Linked DNA regions of Mus musculus: region 2 is linked to region 1. The links are chromatin contacts, called in public promoter capture Hi-C maps. All regions are on one chromosome and are shown on one strand. The core of a region is the stretch at or near the end of the contact, and the rest is flanking DNA. Distances in the headings are between cores, read along the strand shown. Region 1 holds the start of Trnp1 (TMF1-regulated nuclear protein 1). Region 2 holds the start of Myom3 (myomesin family, member 3).

Evidence for each region. Promoter capture Hi-C pulls out the DNA fragments that hold promoters and counts their contacts.
Region 2: a promoter capture Hi-C map of pre-B cells shows a contact between it and region 1, with 2.6 times the contacts expected there. The contact joins the promoter of Myom3 here to the promoter of Trnp1 in region 1.

The regions. Positions count from the first base shown.
Region 1 is chr4:133,494,117-133,501,850 of GRCm38.p6, forward strand. Trnp1 (TMF1-regulated nuclear protein 1) reads right to left here and starts at 4,434. Exons shown (of 2, transcript NM_001081156.2): 1 at 3,512-4,434. The coding sequence starts at 4,341. The coding sequence ends at 3,670.
Region 2 is chr4:135,755,476-135,763,209 of GRCm38.p6, forward strand. Myom3 (myomesin family, member 3) reads left to right here and starts at 4,240. Exons shown (of 37, transcript NM_001085509.2): 1 at 4,240-4,331; 2 at 7,027-7,205. The coding sequence starts at 7,045. It also overlaps the pseudogene Gm12988.

The sequences.
Region 1 (7,734 bases), core at 3,184-5,683:
ATCTGTGAATGCAGAACTGGCTCTCGGTGGAAGCCCAGTTCAAGCAAGTCTTTCCTACTAGGCTCTCTCCGGCGCCTCTCCTAGAGTTTCGCACCCAGGGATAATGGATACAGTTCAGGATCCCAGCCCAGCCCAGCCAAGCTGAAAGCCGGCACTGAAATCACGCCTTTATTAATGGGCCGGGGAAACCACCGCCACCGCTTCTTCTGCCGACTTGTTTGTTTGGTTGGTTGGTTGGTTGGTTGGTTTGGTTTGGTTTTCCGACATTTCTCTATGTAGCCCTGGTTATCCTGAAACTCATTCTGTAGACTCAGCTGGCCTCAAGATCCACCTGCCTTTGCCGCCGCTGCCTCTCGAGTGCCGGGATTAAAGGCCTGCGCCACCACCTCCCGGTTATTCTGCAGACTCTCATATTCCAAAGCCATTGAAAGCCCCAGAACCACAAACAAGAATGACTGAGGACCGGGTCACCAGGAACTAAAAGCGTCCCAGGTCCCGCCCCCAACTCTCACGAAGCAGCTCCACACTGCCCTCTGGTGGCACAACCAAGCTGCTGGGCCCAGCCAAAGAGAGCAAAAGGGCTTGGTCGTCTCCTATCTCTTAACCCGATTCACTGGTTGACATAGTGTCCTCAATGCACAGATCCCAAGGGTCCCTGACCTTGCCCCATCTGCAGGCTAGGGGCCATCAAGAAAGTTTTCAGCCAGAGCTACACAGTGAGTCCCTGTTTTGTTTTGTTTTGTTTTGTTTTTTAAGTTCAAGAAGTCACGTGGGAAGACTGCTTTCTGCTCAGGGCTAGAGTAATATTAGCCAAGTGCTACAACATAATTTCCAGAGGCTGGGATGTGGTTCAATTGCTAGAGTGCTTGCCCCGCATGCACCAGACCCTGGGTCCAACATTAGCACAGTATGGTGGGGGTGCGCATCTGAAACCCCATCACTTTGGAGGTAGTGGCAAGAGAACACAGTTCCCTGTTGGGACCAGACAGGTAGTTCAGGTGAAGGTGCCTGCCACCAGGCCTGACCACGTGAGCTCAATTTGGGACTCCCTTGGTAGAAAAGAGAATGTACTCCTTCCTGTAAGTTTTCCTCTGATCTCAACACATCACTGTGGCAAATGCCTGCCCCACCCCAATACACACACTCCTGTATGCATACATTCATAAATAATTAATGTTTTTTAAAAGGTTCAAGGTTATTCCCAGCTCTCTATGGAGGTTAAGGCAAGCCTGTCTCAAAAAATTAAAATTAAAATAACCTGAGCCCCCATTAGGTCTCCTGGGATGGTGACACCCAGGGAGCTACCTGGAAGAGAACTGGAAGGCAAGCCTTAGAAGCAAAGACCCTCTGCTGTATGCTACCTCCCGAAACCCCTGGAGTAAGTGGTGATCGGTGTCTGTTAGTTAGGAGAGAATGGAACAGGCCCAGGAATGCTACACAGGATCCTAGGAGGACTTTTGACTTTTCATTGGTTGAGAAGGTTGATGGCCTGAGATTCAAGTCATTGAGCTGTGTGCCCTGGCACAGACTTTTTTTTTTTTTTTTTTTTTTTTTTGTCGAGGGAACAGCCTGGCTTCTTGAAGAGGAGGGAGGGGCCAGAACTGCCTGTACCCCCCACCTACCCACCCACCCGTCTCCAGCAGGTATCATCTCTAACTCTTCATGTGTCCACCCACGCCACTTCTGAATCAGGTCAAAGCTGATTACAATAAACCCCAGAGAAAGTCCTGACGGTGGTGACAGAAAGCACTCTATGCCATTAGCTAAAAAGCTCCTTCGGATCAAGGGCTTCAGCCCTGCAAACCAGAAACCCGTGGTCCTGGCGGCGGCCCAGCTTACTGCAGCCAGAGCTCCAGCTGTCATCTCTAGGAAGTCCTGTGTTCTCTGGCCCTCAGAACTCCAAAATAACCTGGAAACTTCAATAAATCCTTCTCTGGGAAGGACAGTTTAAGCCAGAGTCCCCACTCTACCCCTGGGCTATGGCTTTCTCAGAAGTTCTGAGATTTCCAGGTAAGAAGGCTTTAGGAAGGTCTTCCGAGATCCCAGCAGTATGCTACCTGTGCAGGGGAAGGTCTGATGGGGGGACAGGTTCATCTGAGGACCCCTGCCTGTCACAACAATACACCTCACTCACAGGATGACAGCATCCGTGTGACTCTGACATCCTTCTCTTCCTCCTCTCCCTTCTCAAGCCTGACAGGAGGGACAACAATATTCAGAGATGTGAAGAAACTGATCTAGAGAGGGGACAGCATTGCTCTAGGTCACTGTGGACAGGGTCCAGCCAGAGAGGGGACAGCATTGTCCTAGGTCACTGTAGACAGGGTCCAGCCAGAGAGGGGACAGCATTGTCCTAGGTCACTGTAGACAGGGTCCAGAGGTCTGCTCTCCCTAACTACTGGAACAGAATGTAAAGGATACACACAAGCCTAGGACCAGGCTCCCCTCCCCTCTCCTTTACCTCATCTCCTCCCCACACCCTCTCTCTCTCTCTCTTCCTCTCTCTCTCTTTCATGTGACCTTGAGAAATCCCTTTTCCAGTTTGTAAAACAAGGATTTTAAATAAGCAGAGGCTGAGCCGGTCCGTCCCTAGGTGTGACTTAAATGAGTAAAATAGCCAACCATGCCTTACAGTGGGAAAAAGAATTCAAGGCCCTGTTTCAGCTTCCCCACAGCAACTCCTCAGAGGTGGTTATACACACTCTCTGCAGCCAGGTCCCTCACAGCTGAGTGGGGACAGGGGAATAGGGACCCGAAGGGCATCCAGTCAGGTGGCATTTTCAGTCTGGCCCTTTAAGGCCCCCCTTTCTGGAAGCTGATGCCATGCCTGCTCCCTTGGGGCTGTTAAAGAGTGTCACCTGGCTCCATCCCTGGCAGAGCTATCTTAGAGATGCCTTGGGGAGGGCTGCTAGCTGAGCAGGTGACAAACAACTCATCCTGAATATCCCCATCGGGCTGTAAGCAGATACCAAAATCATTAGGAGTATGGGAAACGCTGGGACCTAGAAGCAGAGAGACCTAAGTATGATGGGGACAAACCTTCAACCTCTCCGGGTATCTGTCTCCTCCAATGGGAGTCACAGACTCAGAGGAGAATCCAGTCATACAGCCCTGAGCCAGCCCTCCTCCATCCTGGGACTTTCTTCTTCTTCTCCTTGCAAGGGATGGAGCTGGGCTGTGTAGAAGCCAGCAACTTTGAGGGCAGGGTTTTTACAGTCCCAGGGGACCCAGGAGAGACCACACTAGCACAGGTGAGGGAGCAGATGTTGCAATATTGCAGCAAGCTCCAGCTTGTTAAAGTTTGCCACCAAATCCCTCCGGAAGCCGAACACCTTCCACTAGTTCATCTCTATAAGGGGACTTGGCACTGTCATCTAACCAGCCACGAAAAAAAGGACAGCTCTATCAGGGCTCCACAGATGCCCGCCCAGACATGGAAGATCCCGGATCCTACACTCCTCAACACAGACACACGCTGTATCCAAAATAACACCAGTCAACAACACCGCACCTTAGTGTCACTTTCAGGGCCCCCCATGGACCCCCAGCTGACTCCTCCGCGTAGATGACGCCGTCCATCTGGCCAGCACCTGGATCCGTCCGTCCGTCTGTCCTCCCGCACCTGGAGACTCGCCTGCCTCGGGAAGCCAGGGGTCCGGGGTACTGAGGTCAGCGCTGGGGGGAGGCGGGGCCGCGGGGCGGGCTGCGGCGGAAGGGCGAGTCGGGCTCCGGGCCCTGGCCGCGCCGTAGCCGCCCTGCGCCCCAGGGCACGCAGCTCCCCAGGCCGAGCGCGGACGCCAGCAGCGCCGGGGGACGACCCCGGCGACCGCGGCGCGCACCCTTCTTGAGACGGGACCCGTGCGCAGCCAGGTAGAGCTCGGCCTGGGCCACGCCGCCGCTCAGGCGGCTCAGGCTCTCGGCGCGATGCGCCAGGCGCAGCTCCGCAGCCAAGAAGACTCGGTGCAGCTGCAGCACCCGGCTCTCCAGCTCCGACACCAGGCGCCGGCGGCCCTCCACTTCTAGCAGTCGCCGCCGCGCTTCGGCCAGCTCCAGCGCACGGCCCCCTGCCCCCGCCGCCGCGCCCGCGATCCCCGCCGGGCCCGCGCCCCCAGACCCCCCACTAGCACCCTGGCGCCAGCGCTGCAGCTCCTGCCCTTCCACGGGTGTCTCGGCCGCCTCGGGTAAGGGCGGTGACTTAGTGGGGGTCGGAGTCGAGGTCGGCGATGGGGAAGGGGGCTGGAGGGACGGCAGGGGCTCCCGGGGTGGCGGCGGGGGCGACCCCGGTTCTGCCGTCCCTTCCTGGGCCCCTGGGCCGCAGGCGCTGATTCGGCAGCCCGGCATCCCCCGCCCCGCGGCGGCCCAGGGTTGTCGGTGCGTGGGGAGGAGAGATGCTGGGCACGAGACTAGTGAGAGGCGGCCGCAGAGCCCACACCCAGGCCGCACGCGCCGCCCAGCATCTTATAGCACATGGGGCGGAGCGATGGCAGCACAGCCAATCCGAGACTTTTGTGCCTGAATCTGCCCTGCCTCCCGCCAAGGAGCGTATCCCCAAGTGTTTCAAGTTCCCTGTCTTTCTCCCAGATTGGCTCCGTTTGGGCATCATCCCAAATTTGGGGTAGATAAGTGACGGTCACTTTCCTCGCCTGGAATCACCTCAGAAAAATTCGATGGTAATGTTTAAAAGTCATACATTTCAGTCTCTACCCAGAATGGCTGGGCGTCACCTCTGCTCCTCTGCCGGGCCCGCGTGACAGTGAGAGCCTAGCCTAGAACTTAGCGCTCCGGGTCTCCTAGGATGCCCTTCCCGCCCATCTCTCTGGGCTTATGGGGTGGTTAAGGCAGAGAGACGACTGGTGTCCACTGGAAGATGGGCATATGACTGGATTACTCGCATACCAGGAAGGCACTTAGCTTGCAAAACAAACACCAGAGCCGCTGCTCCTGGTCCGCCAACCTTCGTGGGGCCCTTAGAAAACCCCAAGGTGTGCAAAATTATTTTCCAGCTCCAACTCTGCCTGCGTGTGCACCTGCTAGCCCACAAGACACGTCCTGGTATCTTTCAAATGGAGGGGGAAAGAAACTCAGAAGAAGCCGCGATGCCCTGCTCAATGTCAAATTGTAGGACAGTGGCTGAGTCTGGACGGAAATGAACGAACAAACTCAACCATTCATCAGAGCCCTTGAGATACGTGGATTCCTCCAATTCCCAAGCACGACTCCACATCTCGAATTTTAACCATCCTAGCTCTGCCCACTTTCCCCACGGCACAAATAGCCCTTCTGTTCCCCTTCCAAGTACTGGCCCAGACACCAAGGGTTTTACCTCTGATTGTATCTATTTGAAAGCGCCATCAGAGATTGGAGGGGTTCACGGTAGGAGAGGGCAAGGTCCCCAGGGCAGGAAGGAAGCTCTGAACCCCATTGGGAAGGACTGCAGCAGGTCCTCGGGTTTCAAAGGATCTGCCAAAGGTGTGGCCAGCCCTGAGGGTCAAAATATATGAAGAGGAATCTGACTAGTGGGGGGAGGAAAGCCCCAGTCCCTCCGACCCACGGGTCCACCCAACTCTAAGTGCTTACAGGTGCCTTTTAAGTGACAGGAACTCTGACAGCAAATCTCCACAGAAGCAGCTCCCAGAGCAAGGGAAGGAGGGTGAAGGGAGTTAGATTCAGAGAAGCGGGACGGGAGGACTCACGGTAGTAAAGGGGTGTTCAGTGAACAGGAGTAGATCCCAGAGAAGAAGGACAGCCAGGGCTACACAGAGAAACCCTGTCTTGAGAGAAAAGGAAAAGGAAAAAAAGAAAGGAAGAAGAAAAAAGGGAGGTATGTATGTGGGGAAACCCCACCATTGGTTAGTTCCAGGGAACCTGTCAGATCTGGATTGCAAATCCTTCCAGAGACCTTGGATATTGGTCTCTCTAAGAGGGCAAAGATGATGAAAGCATATTTACGAGGAGGGGCTGGTAGTGTGCCTCAGTAAAGCTGGGTTCAATCCCCAGCACCAGATAAAACCAGAAACAACAAAGCAGCTATGCCTGTCGTCCAGCACATGAAAGGCAGACAAGAAGACAGGAAAGCAAGCACCGGGCTAGCCTGGGCTACATGAGATCTGTGTCAGAATCCAAATAACTAAATAAGTGTTCACTGAATGCACTGTGTTCTCATCCCTTAGACGTAGGGACAGCAGGCTTTTCTTCTCAATAGGAAACTAATGGCCCTCAAACTCACCTGATTGAGCTGCGTGAAGTGGCTCACAGCTGATATCCCAGTCTTCAGGAGGATTAGGCAATCAGAAGGCTGTGGGTCAGAGGCCAGTCTGGGCCACGGACTGAGTCCCAGGCCAGTCTAACCTGTAGTAAGAGACCCTATCTCAAAAAGATGAAGAGCAGAGTCGGCCAGATGGCTTGTCAGCTAAAGTACAAGCCGCACAAGCCTGACAATGTGATTTCCGTCCTCAGAATTCATGGGGGAAAGAGAGCCAACTCCTGAAAGCTCCCTGTGAGACACTCACCACTCTCACACACACACACAACACACACACCAACACCACTCACACATATACATACACACACCACTCACATACACACCCACACACACCAACACCACTCATACACACAACACACAAACATACACACACACACACCACACACACCACCACCACCACTCACACACATACACACACAACACATGCACACCAACACTACTCAGATATACACACACACATCACACAAACATACAGGCACATACACACACACTCATAAACAGACATTCCACAATTATAAAAAAATAACAACTTATAAACATTTTTAAGACAGGATATTACTATGTAATCTTAGCTAACCTGAAGTTGACTATGTAGACCAGGCTGGCCTTGAATTCACAGATAGATGCCTGCCTCTATCTCCCAAGTATTGGGATTAAAGGCATTTACCATTACGTCAGGCATTCAATATTTTTTTCCTATCTTCTGTGTATACATGTATAGGGTACGCTATATATGTGCACTAATATATATATGTGTGTGTGTGTGAAACACACATTTGTTTTCATTACTGCTGCAGTCTCCTTTCTATACTAGCTTTTCCTTTGATGGAATCTTTTGACATTTAATAGAGTGCTTGGGTCTAAAAGCACTCGTGTGTGTGTGTGTGTGTGTGTGTGTGTGTGTGTGTGTGTGTGTGCGCGCGCGCTCACTAGGCAAGAGTTCCACCACAGAGCTATACCACCGACCTCATAAACACTTGCTTAGATTGAAGCAGGCACCACTGGCATGGAGACATCCTCTCTTGCCTTCACTCATTCATTTTCCTTCCCTCACTTCACTCTCCGCCCTGCCGTTGGTGACCTCAGGGAGTGGAGCACATTGACAGGTGATCAGAGGGCAGTTCCATACCATTTGTACCTGCACGGGAGAAAGACAGAGCCTGCAGGAACACATTGCCCAGTGGGGCCAGCTGGGGAAGATGAGGTGCAGGAGGTGGTATTTCAACTGAGAACAGCAGGATGAGTCATGTGAATAATGCAGAGATGGGGGCAGATTCATGTAGGAGTACTCGTGCAGGAGACCGGTAGAGAGGGCTGGCGACTGCCTGTTGTCCTGTCATCTTGTGTGACTCCACACTCCCAGGAGTGGACAGGAAACCACAGCCAACCACCTGTTAGTACACTGTACACTGCTAGCCCAAGAACCTGCACACTTCGAATGAGGAAGCTGGGGACTGAAGATGGGGCTCAGC
Region 2 (7,734 bases), core at 2,990-5,489, 2.3 Mb after region 1:
CAGAAGGGTAACAAATGTTATCCTTTATAAATATACCAGGCCAAATAGATTGAGACAGTATTTACCCACTCATTTTGATTAATTTATTTATTTTGAGACAGAGTCCTTTTTTTAAAAAAACTAACAAATTATTGAGTTATAGTCCCCACTCCAAAACCACAAAGTGGGTAGTAAACTAAATCTCTAGGCAACATATTCAAAGCTGAGAAGATTAAAAATTTAAAAAAAAAAAGACAAAACAAGGCCTCAGGTCCAATAAGAGAGGCCCCACTGCACACAAGCTTTCAGCAGCATAGAGGTCGGGAGACCCCCACAAGGTTAACTTCAAGCTGTCCTGTTGCAGCTTCCAATTCATGAACAAACAACATGGTTTGTTAATTCTATTTCAGCATACTTTCCCTAAGTTGTTTTATTTACAGTGCCAACTTTGAAAGGCTCACTGAAGTCAACTGGACGATGAACTAGAGGCAGGAATCACTTTACAGAAAGAGGGAAAGCCCAAAATGCCACTTTCCGCAGTGAACCCATAGTTCAGTTTTATTCAGAGCAATGGGGGTGGCGGGGAGGAAACTTCTGTTCATAGAAGAAACTCACCACAGGTCTGATCTTCACTGGAACTACACACGCAGTGAAGACAAGGCGATGTTTATCTACTGATCTCTAATATTAACAATTGTAAACAGAGCAGTGCAACTGGCACTTGGAACAACCCTTCTAGTGTTATGGTAACAGGCACAGCAGTTCACTTCTCGCCACATCATTGGTTCTCTTTGCGTACCTGGGCCTCCTCCTCTTCAGTAAAGTCATTTTTGATATTGAAGGTTTTACGAATCTCCTCAGGAGTTTCCCCCTTAATCTTAATGGCCACAGTCTTGCATGTGACATCAAGCAAACCTTTGATGTCTAAGTAGTTTGCAGCCAGAATAAGTTCAAAAAGTATTCCTTGGTCAACTTTCAGGAATTCTTGGTCCCAAACAGGAATATCATCTGTCCGTTTTCTTTGTTTTCATCATCCTCAGGGGAGGAGGGTCCTCTTTGTGGTGGGAGCACCACTGAATGACCTCTTTCAGAATTGCTGCATTAACATTTGGTAAAGGAACAGGATCATCATCCATTCCCAACTCTTCCGGCACGGCCTTGACGGTCACAGATTGTTTGGCAGTTTCTACAGCAACTTCAAATATCTCTCCATCAGAACTCTGCAACTTTGTCGTAGGCATGGCACTTGGTCTCAAGACCACAGGCCCCGAGGCTGACGGACAGAGTTCATAATCGCACAGAAGTATCGAGAACAAGGCCACTTTGAGACAGAGTCTTATGTAGCACAGGTTGACCTCAAACTTGGTACATAGTCTAGGGTACACTTGAACTCCTGGTCCTCCTGCCTTGACCTACCAAGTGGTATGAATATTGGCATACACTACCACACCTGGCTTCCCATTCATTTTTAAAGTCAAGTTGAGGACAGAGCTGTCTTCCAGGAATTACTTCCTTTGGGGTAGGGACAGAGAGAACAAGACAACACAACATCCCTCCTATCTAAAACGTTCTCCAGTTAAAGAAACTGAGGCTCAGGAAGGAGGCTGAAGGCTGAGCATGATGTCACACACTTATAATCCCATCACTCAAGGTACTGAGGATTATGAGTTCAAGGCCAGCCTCAGCTATATAGTGAGACTTGTCTCAATTTAAAATAATAATAATAATAATAGTAATAATAAAGAAAGGAGAGCAAATTCCTCGTTCATGAATAGAGGTGCCTATGCCTGGCATCTAAGCAAAGAGTTATGTGACTTCAGTCATCTTATGTCTGCTCAGCTTCCTGAGTGAGGTTTGACCATACTTACAAAGGACCCATGCATCACCATGCATGATCAGCTGAGGGGTATAGGAGAATGGACTGCAAGCCCAGATGGATGGGGCGAAGCGAGCTCTTCAGTATCCCCAGAGTTAAGTGACTAGAGGAGCCCTGGTCTATCAACTGTCTACAGTATGTCTGGTGTTGGGGAGGCTGTGGACCCTCCTGGGACCCTTCCTTTCAGACAATCCAGTTGGAGACAAGGTCTCAGTGTGTAGCCCAGGCTGGGTCTGGATGCCTGGATCCATCTGCCTCAGTCTCCTGGATGCTGGGATTACAGATCTGCAGCTCCATGCTCTGCCAGAAGACTGAGAGACAGTCATTACTGTCCCCTGGAGTGTAGATAAACCAGAACATGGTGGCTTGCTTAAGTTATAAATCCAGGGATGAATGGGATCCTGAACAGAATCTGAGATGCCTCCCAAGTCTGGCACATGCCTGAGTTCCTTCCGTCTGCCTCAGAGGTCAGGGACAACCAGGGCCTATGTTCTGCTTCACAAAGGCATATCACACTTTTTTTTAAAAAAAGATTTATTTATTCATTATATATAAGTACACTGTTGTGTCTTCAGACACACCAGAAGAGAGCATCAGATCTCATTACAGATGGTTGTGAGCCACCATGTAGTTGCTGGGATTTGAACTCAGGACCTCTGAAAGAGCAGACAGTGTTCTTAACCACTAAGCCACCTCTCCAGCTCTGGCATATCACACTTAACCATCACAGCAATTGTCTGAGTCCAGAGAAACTCTTTCTAGACAGGGATAATAGGAAGTGGGGATGGCAGGGGAGTATATGCTTGAAATCATGGCATTCAAGACTGAGGCAGGAAGATTGTCAGTTGCAAGTTAGCCTGGGCTACATAACAAAACCTTGTCTCAAAATAACAACCCCCGAAATAGGAATGAGAGCTGGAGAGATGTTCCAGTGTTAGAAAGCTGGCTGCTCCTCCAAAGGACCCTGGATAAGTTCCCAGCTACTCACCTGGGGGGAATGCCCCGCCTCCTACTGCTCCTTCCCCATCCACCCCAGTCCCTGCCTCCAGGAACTGCCTAGGGCTCCAGCCTGGTTTGAGGAAAGTGGGCACAAGTGTTCCCAATTATAGAGTTTGTTTGCAACTGTCCTTCCAGTTACCCTGGGGAAGTTTTCAGCTTCTCTGATCTGAATTCCTTCCTGAGAGACAGCGTGTCAGGGTACCTGGCTCACAACCCCAGGGATCTGATGCCCCCTTCTGGTCTCTAGGCGTGCATGCGGTAGTGCACAGACCATGCCCACAAGTAAAACACTCATATACATAAAGTTTCCTAGAAAGAAAGAAAGAAAGAGAGAGAGAGAGAGAGAGAGAGAGAGAGAGAGAGAGAGAGGAAGGAAGGAAGGAAGGAAGGAAGGAAGGAAGAAAGAAAGAAAGAAAGAAAGAAAGAAAGAAAGAAAGAAAGAAAGAAAGAGGAAGGAAGGAAGGAAGGAAGGAAGGAAGGAAGGAAGGAAGGAAGGAAGGAAGGAAGACCAAAAGGGTGGGGGAGCGAACCCGCCAACATCCTCCCCGGAGTTGCTATGACACTGGCCTGGGGAAGAGGTGAATCAGGGAAGCTTAGAAATGGCTTTTCAAGTAAGGCAGGAGATTAAGACTAGGACTGAAGAGCTCAGTGCCCGCTCACTCACTCTCCCCAGGGAGTAGCCTCCGAAGCTGCAGGAAGAGCAGCTGGCAGGTTGACCTTGGTGCCTGTGGTTTGAGGAAGAGGCTGGGAGTGAAACCATGCTCTCTGACCTGAGCTGGGACAGCCTTCCCAGACCTGCACATGCTCTGGAGGGCCATGTCCCCTCCTCAGGGCTCCCTAGCTCCTGTCCTAGCCCTGCCTTACCCACCGCACACAACCATGGGCTGACCAGGAGCAGCGCCCTTAACTGCTGGGGAAATAGAGAGGAAGAAGCCACACATCACCTTAGCCAAAAGAATCAAAGTTCTCATGGTTAGGTCACACTCTGTACTATCCGCAAGAAGCTAGGTACCCTGACATGTTCCCTGTCTCTCAGGAGGGAATTCAGATCAGAGAAGCTGAAGACCTTTCTCTGGGTGCCCCACAACGGGAAGGACAGTTGTGATCCGACTTCTATAGCAGAGAACACACGTGTCCACTTTCCCCAAGCCAGACTGGAGCCCGAGGCATGGCTCTTACTCCAGGCAGGGTGGGGTGGAAAAGCCAGAGGTGGGGGAGGAGCAGCAGGGGGTGGGGGCCACCCCACCTGTTGCTGCTGCCCAGCAGTGCTGGCAGGAAGAGACAGCCCTCCCCTCTGCCTCCACCCTCACCACAGCTCCCATCCATTGTCACCGCACTGTCTCAGCGCTGCTATATTTAAGACGGTTACAAGGCTCTCAGATCACATTCTTCCCCCGTCCTCACTGAGCCGAGGACAAGAAGAGAGCAGAGAGCCTCTTACTGTCCTAGAGACTGCCCAGTGGACACTGCTGTTTCTGTGAGTCACATGTAGGGTGCAGGGGCTGAGGGACACCCCAGCTTTCCACAGTGAATGACCTATGGGGGTGGTATATATGGTGCATGTGTAGTGTACATAACTCTAGTGTATGTGTGTCTGTGATGTACGGGTTTGTGTATGTGTAGATGATGTGGGGGTGGTCTGTGCATAGGCCTATGTAAAGTCAATGATGTTCTTGTGTGTCTATTGTATGATGGGGGTAGTATTTGTGTGACTATGGTGTGTGTATCTATAGTATAGTGTGTGGGGTATGTGTGTATGTGTGTTTGATATGTGCATTTATAATGTTTATGTGTGTGTTATAGGGCGTGTGTGTGTGTGTGTTGTAGGGTATGTGTCTGTGTTATAGGGTATGTGACTGTGTTGTGCTATAGGGTATGTATATTATAGGGTATGTGTCTATCTGTGTGTGTTATAGGATATGTGTGTGTGTTGTAGGGTATGTGTCTATCTGTGTGTGTTGTAGGATATGTGTGTGTGTTATAGGGTATGTGCCTATGTGTGTGTTGTAGGGTGTCTGTGTGTGTCGTAGAATATTTGTGTGTCTACTATAGGGTATGTGTGTGTCTGTGTGTGTTTTCGTATCCTGTCGAGTATGTGTGTATCTGTATGTGTGTTTGTTTGTTTGTAGTGTATATATGTAAGTATGTTGGGAAAGGGGTTTGTTAGGGAGATTTGAGCTTGGTAGCACCCCAAGTGAAAACGGGGTATCCAAGAACTCCATGCTTCATTTCACTGTTCTGTGTAGCCCTGGGTCTTCTGATGTGAGCCCTCCTTGACATTAAAGCTAAACATAAAGAAAAGAAAAGGCCCTTGAGGACCTCCTTGGAACTCGAGTCTTTGCTGTATGGAGCGGCAGCCCATCAGGGAGCCCGAGCTGGCAGGTCCGGCAGGTCCAGTAGGGAGGGAGTGTGTGGGCTGAGTGCTGGTTGTTCAACCCCACGGGCAGAGAAAAAGCATAGACCCTGCAGTCCCAAACCCTGGGGTTGCCAGGTTCATCCCATACAGGGGATGAGGCCCCCCGGGCTCTGCTGGGGAAGGAAGAGCCTCCACTAACCAGAGCCAGCCCATTACAGCCTTGGCGGAGCTGGGGAGCCGTGCCTGTCCCAGCCTGTGCCGACCCACTGGGCAGGGTGCATCCACTCCCCGCTCAGCCAGTGCGGCTTCTCATCCCATGGGGAAGGGCAGTGGAGGCCACAAACCTGTCTGCTTAATCCCACACTTTAGTCAGTGCTTTAAAAAGCATCCATGGCTCACCGCAGAGGAGGGGGTCCAGAGGCCAAATGCCAGTGGGCCACTGTCCTCATTAGGGCAGAGTATCAGAGAGAGGGCCAGTGCTGACGTCAGAGCACAGGAACCCTCTTTGTTGGCCCGAGCCTTGCTCCCCAGGTCAAACGTGTAGACCAAGGAAGGAGCGTAGCATGAGCGGGCTTGGCTAGGTCTCTGCGTGCAGAGATGCTATTTAGCCAGGAGGAGTCAGAGCCAAGCCTAAGTGGGCAACTGTCCTTTGGCTCTGCTGAGATGCTTGTCGGGAGCCAAGGGACCTTTGGGAGAAGCCCTTAATGGCCACTGATTACTTACTGCAAGCCACTGACCTCCCTGATGGTCACAGCTGGGGGCAGCACAGAAAACCAAACCTTACAGCTGACACTCAGCAGCTAAGCCCCACCACCAGTGAGTCAAATACAGCCTCCATACAGGTAGGGACTAAGCAGGAAGAGGAGGCACTTTCTAAATGAGAATCAAATTATAAGGTACTGATTTAAAATACCAAAAGGACTAACAAAGAGAAAGTTCTTGGCCTCTTGTGTTTTTACAAGGCTTCGGAGGAAGTTGGTGGGAGTGTCTGACACTTAGATGGGACTCATTTCTCCAGGCTCTCAGTTAACCTTTTGGTCGCCCATCCCAGGAGTGTGGTGGACACATTTTACGGATGAAGAAGCCAAGTTATAAAGTCCAAGGTCGCACACTTAGAAGCAGGAATGAGAAACTAGGGTCACAGGATTGCACTGGGTCACAGATTCACAGTCCCCATATCGTGAATCAACATGGCGCTCAGGCTAGGCTTGGAGGAACGGCTGGGGTGATGAACCCAGCAAAGGCTCATGGGTAGGACTAGACAGAGAGAGAGAGGGGACATCTGCTCACTCCGAGATTAGACCCAGCCTGGGACAGCAGCGTGCAGTCTGTCATCCTCTGCAAAGCCAAGCCCTGGAGAAGGGGATGAATGGAGCAGGTCCGCAGCTGGGAGCCAGGGCTCTCTCTGCTCCCCGATGGGTCTCTGCTTACCCACTGCCAAGGCACGAGAAACAGTAGAGAAGCCAGACTCTGCCTTTGTCACCGTGGTCCCTCACCTTCTCAGGCCTCAATCCCTATGCTCCTATAGAGCCGTGGTTCTCAACCCATTTGGGGGTCAGATATCTATCCTGCATCTCAGATATTTACATTATAATTCATAACAGCAAAATTAGAGTTATCGTGAAATAATTTTATGGTGGGGGGGGTCATCACAACATGAGAAACTGTACTAAAGGGCTTCAGCTTTAAGAAGGTTGGAACCACTGCTCTAGAGAAAGAAAGAAAAAAAAAAACGCTCCTGCACACTCAGAGCACTTGGGAAGGGAAGTTGCAGATGCTTGGTAGGACGACAGACCGTAAACTTTGGCTTTCACAGGTTATTGCGCTCGCAGCCATGACTCTGCCCCACAGCCCTGGGAGTGCCGGGGAGCCCCAAGCCTCCCAGACCGTGCAGGTCCACAGGCTGGAACACAGGCAGGAGGAGGAGCAGAAAGAGGAGCGGCAGCACAGCCTGCAGATGGGTTCTTCCGTGCAGAGGCGGACCTACCGCAGCAGGTGGGCGTGTCCTGGCCCTATGGCCCCTCCCCCGCCGTGGCTCCGCCCCAGGATCCAGTTGGAAGAGGACGCATAGCCCAGCTGTTCAGAGACTCTCATCTTAGATGGGTAGCACAGGCTCACCTTCTGAGATACCCCAGACCCCCACCTGAATAAAAGTGACACGGAGCAGTCCTCTACAGACCCTGTCTGAGAGGAGACACAGTCAGTCCCTCCCTCGGGGAGTATGTTGGGAACTTTCTGTCTCCATCACAAAGCACCTGAGAAAAACACATTAGGAGGAGAAGAGTGGAGTTTTGTTTTTGTTGTTTAGTTCTGTTGATTTTTGTTGGTGTTTGTTTGTTTGCCTAGCCCTTTATGGAGTTTATTCCTGTCTTGGCTCTATTGCTTTGAGGCTGAGGTGAGACAGAACGAACATTAGATTGCAGAGTAGTCAAGGAACACAGGAGGGAGGGGGAGGAAGGAAGGAAGGAAGGAAGGAAGGAAGGAAGGAAGGAAGGAACCTGGAACACGGCAAAGTCCCCATAAC